Linked DNA regions of Mus musculus: region 2 is linked to region 1. The links are chromatin contacts, called in public promoter capture Hi-C maps. All regions are on one chromosome and are shown on one strand. Each heading gives the region's core, a stretch centred on a gene start, on an enhancer-like site or on the middle of the called end of the contact. The rest is flanking DNA. Distances are from core to core; before and after follow the strand shown.

Region 1 (2,791 bases), core at 70-2,569:
GCTTTGAGGAGGAGCAGAGGAGAGTGGGACAGAGGTTACGATCAGAGGGAGACAGATATGGTGGCACAGCTTGTAATCTGGGTACTCAGGGCTAGAGAGGTTGAGGCAGGAGAATTACAAATCCAAGACCAGGCTGGCCCTCACAGACAGATAATATCTTTAAAAAAATGTTTTAATTAATTTTCAAAGGTAAACACAGTTATGGGGATTGGCAGAGCTTTCCTGTAATCCTACCACTTGGCCATGGGAGAAGCCCCAGGATCAGAGTGTTCAAGGGCAGACCAGGCTCCCAGGACTGGATCTCAAAAAGAAACGAGAAGATTCCTATGTATAAAGAGGAGACCTCTCCAAGGACTCCAGAGTTCAAAAAGAACAAGAACACCCTGTGGCCAATATACAGCTTCCTCAGGAGGCAGGCCATCCTGGAGTCCAGGGATGTGGGCAGGCAGTCTAGGTTGCTGCTCTCTCTGATCAGGGGTCCAGCCTTTCTTACAAGAAGCACTCCTAGGTGATGCATGTTGAAGAGAATTCATTGTTATTGCATATCTAGATTCTGTTCCTCCAACAGCTCAGATCTTTTCCTTCCACTCCCAACTCTGCCTACGGGTTGACTGTCACCTGGGCCCAGCTGTCCTGGAGCATCCTCCCTGACTCCTCTCTCCAAGTCCCATTCAGACTCCCAGTGAGTGGCTGGCTGTTTTGTTCAGGCTTCAGCAAAGCCTGGAAGCTGCCTGGTGTCTTTCCCTGAGGGGTGCAAGTGGGAAGAACCCCTCCCCAAACGGCCACTCCAGGCAAAAGGCCTCACAGTGAAGAGGTTCAGTCAGTTACCCCAGGTCAGGCAGGACCCATGCCAGCCTGTGATCTTCCTGCACATGCACTCATGCACACACTGGATCCTTCTGACACCGACACAGGAGAGAGATTAGAAGACAAAGGATGGATGCATGGGATATGGTGAAGGCATGGTGAGATGGGGTGCCAGAGAACACCAGCTGCACTTGCCACATCCCAGGACCACAGGAGTGGTGGTGATCATGGTGGAAGGGGCAAGGATGGAATGGAGACAGGGCGAGAATGAGACTATGGGTAAGAAGGAGCAGCTGCTCCTACTGGAAGGTGGGGAGAAAAAAGGAGATCACTACCCCAATCGCCCGCCTCTGGGAGATGTAAGGGGATCTTCCGGGGCAAAGGGGAGCCGACAATTTGCCCCAGGCCAGGACACAATGCGGGCGGAGGGAAGAGGAGCCCAAGCGGAACCCGCAGCTCGCGCCCGCCGCCACTTACCCGCGCGCCGCCTCTCCGTCCTGCACGCTCCGTTCTTTCACGCGCACGCGCGCGTTCCCGGACACCCACAGAGAAGAGGAGGGAGGGCCTGGACCTTTGCTCCGTCCTGCCCCTGGATGCCTCAGCCGGTCCACAAGCTAAGGGATGGCGCCGGGGGCGGGGCTGAACCCGGGAGCTGGGGGACCTGGCAGCAGAGTTAAAGGCGCTAGCTGGTCTAGGAGATCCAGGCAGCACCAGAGACTACTTCTAACCAGACACTGCCTGTCTTCCTTCCGGAACTGCCAACCGTCCGGGTCAGTCTCTGGCTCTCCATCTGCTCCACAGGAGGAAGATGGGGACGAGACTGTGGCCTACTGGCTACAGTTCCCTCATCCCACCCACCTCCCCTTCTCTATGCCCCTGGTTCTCCAGAGCCTGTCCAGGCACTAAGAGGGTGTGAGCTGTCAGCGTGGCTTTGCAGTGTCCAGGAAACTCCCACCTTGGCCTTGGCAACCCTTGCACTTGTTTGGGGCTTGGAGCTTGGTGTTGAGTAGCTTAATCAGAGAGGTAAGCTCTCTGAAGGCAGAATCAAGCCTACAGGCGCTTGGTAAACTGAGGGAGAGGATTGAAGCAGAACGTTGCACCCTCTGAGTCAATTTTTATAGGATGTTCTTTCCCGTGCAATAAATAGAAAAAGAGAATTCTCCTTCTGCACCCCCACCTCCAAGCCCCGGATTTACACACTCAGAGAGTAGCCGCACTTTGTGGCTGCCCCAGTGGGGAGGAGCCTGGGAGGCTGCTAAAAGGGTGGAGTCTCTTTTGGTCCCCTCACGTCAAACCTCTCCTAACTATCCACACTACTACCCTCTGTAGCTCCTTCCATACTCTATGATTCTCCTGTGCTCCAACAGCCACCACTCTACTATATGTAGAATACAAACGTCTTCCCTAAATCTTCATGTCTCAGAGGACAGTAACTTTTGTCTGCTTTATTGACAGTGTCCGGCTCCAAACTTGAAACTTACTGCATAGTAGATACTCAGTAAATTATGCTTGGATTAAATGAGATGGCCAGCATAGCATGCAAAGGTGCCTGGCGCCAAGTCTGACCATCTGATTGGGTCCCAGAGCCCACACAGTGGAAGAACTGATTCATACAGGGTACCCTTCAGTTATCCCCTGACACACACATGTATATAATAAAAAAAAAATCTTTTAGAGAAATGAACTGTCGCGTTTGTTCCTCAGACGGGGCAGATGGAGATTGTGGGGTGGACTTCATAAGTTATCCCGGTTCAAGCTTTCTTTTCTAGCAACTTAAGCCATGTAAGGGGATGAAGATTTTTGGTGTCCATCGCCTTTTGACCTGGCCGGTTAGCTTAAGGTCATCCTCAAAGCTGGTCCAGGCAATGCTTATACTGAAGGCCCCAGTTCTGTTCAGCTAGCTCCTCACTTGTAACTGATGTGCACAAGGAAGGCATAGGAGGTGGGTATTGGATGAGGGAGTAAATAGAAATTGCTAGAGCTG
Region 2 (2,700 bases), core at 99-2,598, 190 kb after region 1:
TAGAGTGTTGAGTGTGGATGACCCAAAGTCAGAGCTATGCTTACCTATCTCTGAAACCATCTTCTGCAGCTACAGTGTAAATAAAATACACTACCCAAACGATCTCATCAAGTAATCAGATTCCTAGGGCACTGCGACATCGGAGGGGACTCCAATGCCCCAGCCCCGTTCCCTGACACAAGGTGAGAGACAACTTTATGTCCCTCTCAGCTCCAACAGTCTGGGAGGCGCGCGGCTGGTTAAGAAGTGTCTGAAGGACACAAGACAATGCCACGGGAGACGCCAGAGGCACCAATCACCCGCTGAGTGCTTGAAGCCCCAAGGGAAGGGTGCTCTCGGTCCCAGTGCAGACACTGTGGAGCGGTGTGACCTGACTGGGGAGGCCGAAGAGCGAGGTGCCTGCACCGCAGGGCCCCAAGCTCGAGGGTGTAGTAAAGCCTTCCTCCTGGCAGAATTAAGCAGGTTTCCTGTGCCTCCAGCCCGTCACAGCGCCAGGCTGTGCCGGGACAGCTCCTCTACGCGGCATCCTCATGCACCCGCACGCAGGCTCCTGAGATCCGCTCCTTCTCCGGGTCCATCCCCGCCAGGCTGTAACTCGAGGGGCACAGCTCCAGGGTGAGCAGCACCAGAGTGCTTCCTCCCAGAAAACTGGCGCTTACACGACAGACGACCTCCTAGTCTCAGGGCTGCCCCGTGGACCCGGGCTTCCCGGGACCACCACAGACACAGTCTGAACCATAGAGAATGGCTGCGTCCCCGAGCCTTCTCGGGGCCTCCACCACAGCTCAACCCCAGGCGGGCGGACGCCCTGTTGCTCACCTAAGTGTTCCGCTGCTGGGGACGCTTCTCGATTCCCCAGTGCGTGCTTCAGACCGAGAAGGACGCAAACCGGGCTTCTCGGGTCCCTGCAAGTCTCAGCCGACGGCAGTTCCAGCACCAGCCGCAGGAGACTGGGGCGCCGAGCGCTGCTCGCAGACAGATGGTGGGCGAGAGCCCGCGCAGTGCACCAGCTCTCCTGGTGCCGGGGTCCCTGGTCCCCTGCTACTGGCCGGTGTGCGATCCCCGCGACCAGTTCTCAATACTTCGCCTAGAACTTTAGGGCGCGCGCTGCCGGGCAATTAGCTGAAGAGCTGGAGCGAGGGGAGGGAGCTAAGAGGAGGAGCCTGAGTTCTCCACTGGGCGGAATAACGTGAAAAGGGCGGTGGAGGGGGGGCAGCAGAGTGGCTCCCACTCCCACCAATCAGGAGTCATCGGGGGAAGGCGGTGAGGCGTTGGACTTGGAAGCTGCAGGCGGATTCCGTGACGCCAGCCAGGGTTCAGGGCGTGTGGAGCGGTGGAGAGTGATGGTAGGTGTGGCTGGGCGGGGCAGCGGCTCCCAGCATCCTTAGAGTAGTGTGTGCCCCTTAGGCTTTCAATAAATATTTAGTGAATGACTTAGGAGGAAGTTGAGGTTCGCGCGAAAGGAGCTGTTTTAAGGAGAAGATTCCAGGGGACTAAAGTAGTCCAACGGACAATAATCACTTGAACACTGAAAAGAGCTGAGAATAAATAAGGGGGAAATATGTGGTGAGCCAAGGGTTAGACACAAGATATTAGAAACTGGTTCGGACTTTGGGGACCTGGCCCCCAGAAGCAGTTGTCCAGATTGGTATAGGGTTACAGAGGAGGCAGGAAGGGAGAAAGGTGTTGTTGTTGTTGTTGTTGTTGTTGTTGTTGTTGTTACAGTTCCCGTCCATAGGTTAGGAAAGAAGATGCAGTGTAGTTTGCGATCGAAACGCAGGAGCATCTGGCTAGATGTCCAGGCCCATCCGACTTCACCGCCCACTTGCCAGAATCCTAGCTTGGATGTCAGCCACTGATAATTTGAGGTCAATTTGCAAACCGCACATGAGTCCAGCGCCGCAGGTGGCCCGGTGGGCAGGGAATGATGAATGCCAGGAACAGATGTGATCCTGCACCTGCGGTAAAGGCACACCGGGTTTCTGCCCTCTCAGAACCTACATTTTAGAGAGGACGCAGACGATAAACCAAAGAGAGTATATATATATATATATATGTGAATAATCAGGAAAACATTGGTGAACTGTTAGCACAGAGAGCGCCATGCAGAGAGCCTCCGAAGGGGTGATGGAAGAAGCTCAGGCCCCTGAAGTCCTCTGGGAGGAGGTTCTCAAATAGGCTCCCATAGCAGGAAGGACTCAGCAGCTCTCAGGCTCAGGAAACGCTTTCTGGGCACTAGGAACTGCAGATGTATTTAACCCCTTTAAGATCCATCTGGCCTGCCTCACCGAACTGGGCATGTTGGCTCCTTTGGCTCAGCTGCTGACACTCTAGATGTTCCAGAGTGCCAAGTACATGCCTCCACCAGCGGCTGACCGTTGTCAGGCTGACCCTGTATGAACGTCTCTGAGGCTCTTTCTCACATCTGTATAAACCATGTTTCATTCACTAGGTTTGGATATTCACTTTCTGGAACCTTCCACGGATACACTCTCTGGAACTGTCTTTGGCTCTGCCAGGTGGCCGGGGAAGTTTGACGAAGAAAGCAGATTTTCTTGATGCTGTGAGCCCTAGCACTCGGCAATCCCTATATAAATGATGCAGGGCTTCCTAAACTACACCAAACCGGAAGGAGCACCGAGGAGCAGGCCTGAGGCACCTTGCCCACGCCCAGCTCAGGTGCCTGAGTCACACTCACTT

The links. Capture Hi-C pulls out chosen DNA fragments and counts their contacts.
Region 2: a promoter capture Hi-C map of liver shows a contact between it and region 1. The contact joins the promoter of Osbpl3 here to the promoter of Gsdme in region 1. A contact is called at or near these places in 2 of 39 promoter capture datasets (cranial neural crest and pre-B cells), 1 of 484 Hi-C or Micro-C datasets (bone marrow-derived macrophages), 2 of 115 datasets of contacts at active chromatin or transcription factors (bone marrow-derived macrophages and pancreatic cancer cells) and 1 of 9 other capture datasets (liver).

What each region holds. Positions count from the first base shown.
Region 1 is chr6:50,260,450-50,263,240 of GRCm38.p6, forward strand. It overlaps Gsdme (gasdermin E), which reads right to left and starts at 1,320. Exons shown (of 10, transcript NM_018769.4): 1 at 1,285-1,320.
Region 2 is chr6:50,455,006-50,457,705 of GRCm38.p6, forward strand. It overlaps Osbpl3 (oxysterol binding protein-like 3), which reads right to left and starts at 1,349. Exons shown (of 24, transcript NM_001347213.1): 1 at 820-1,349.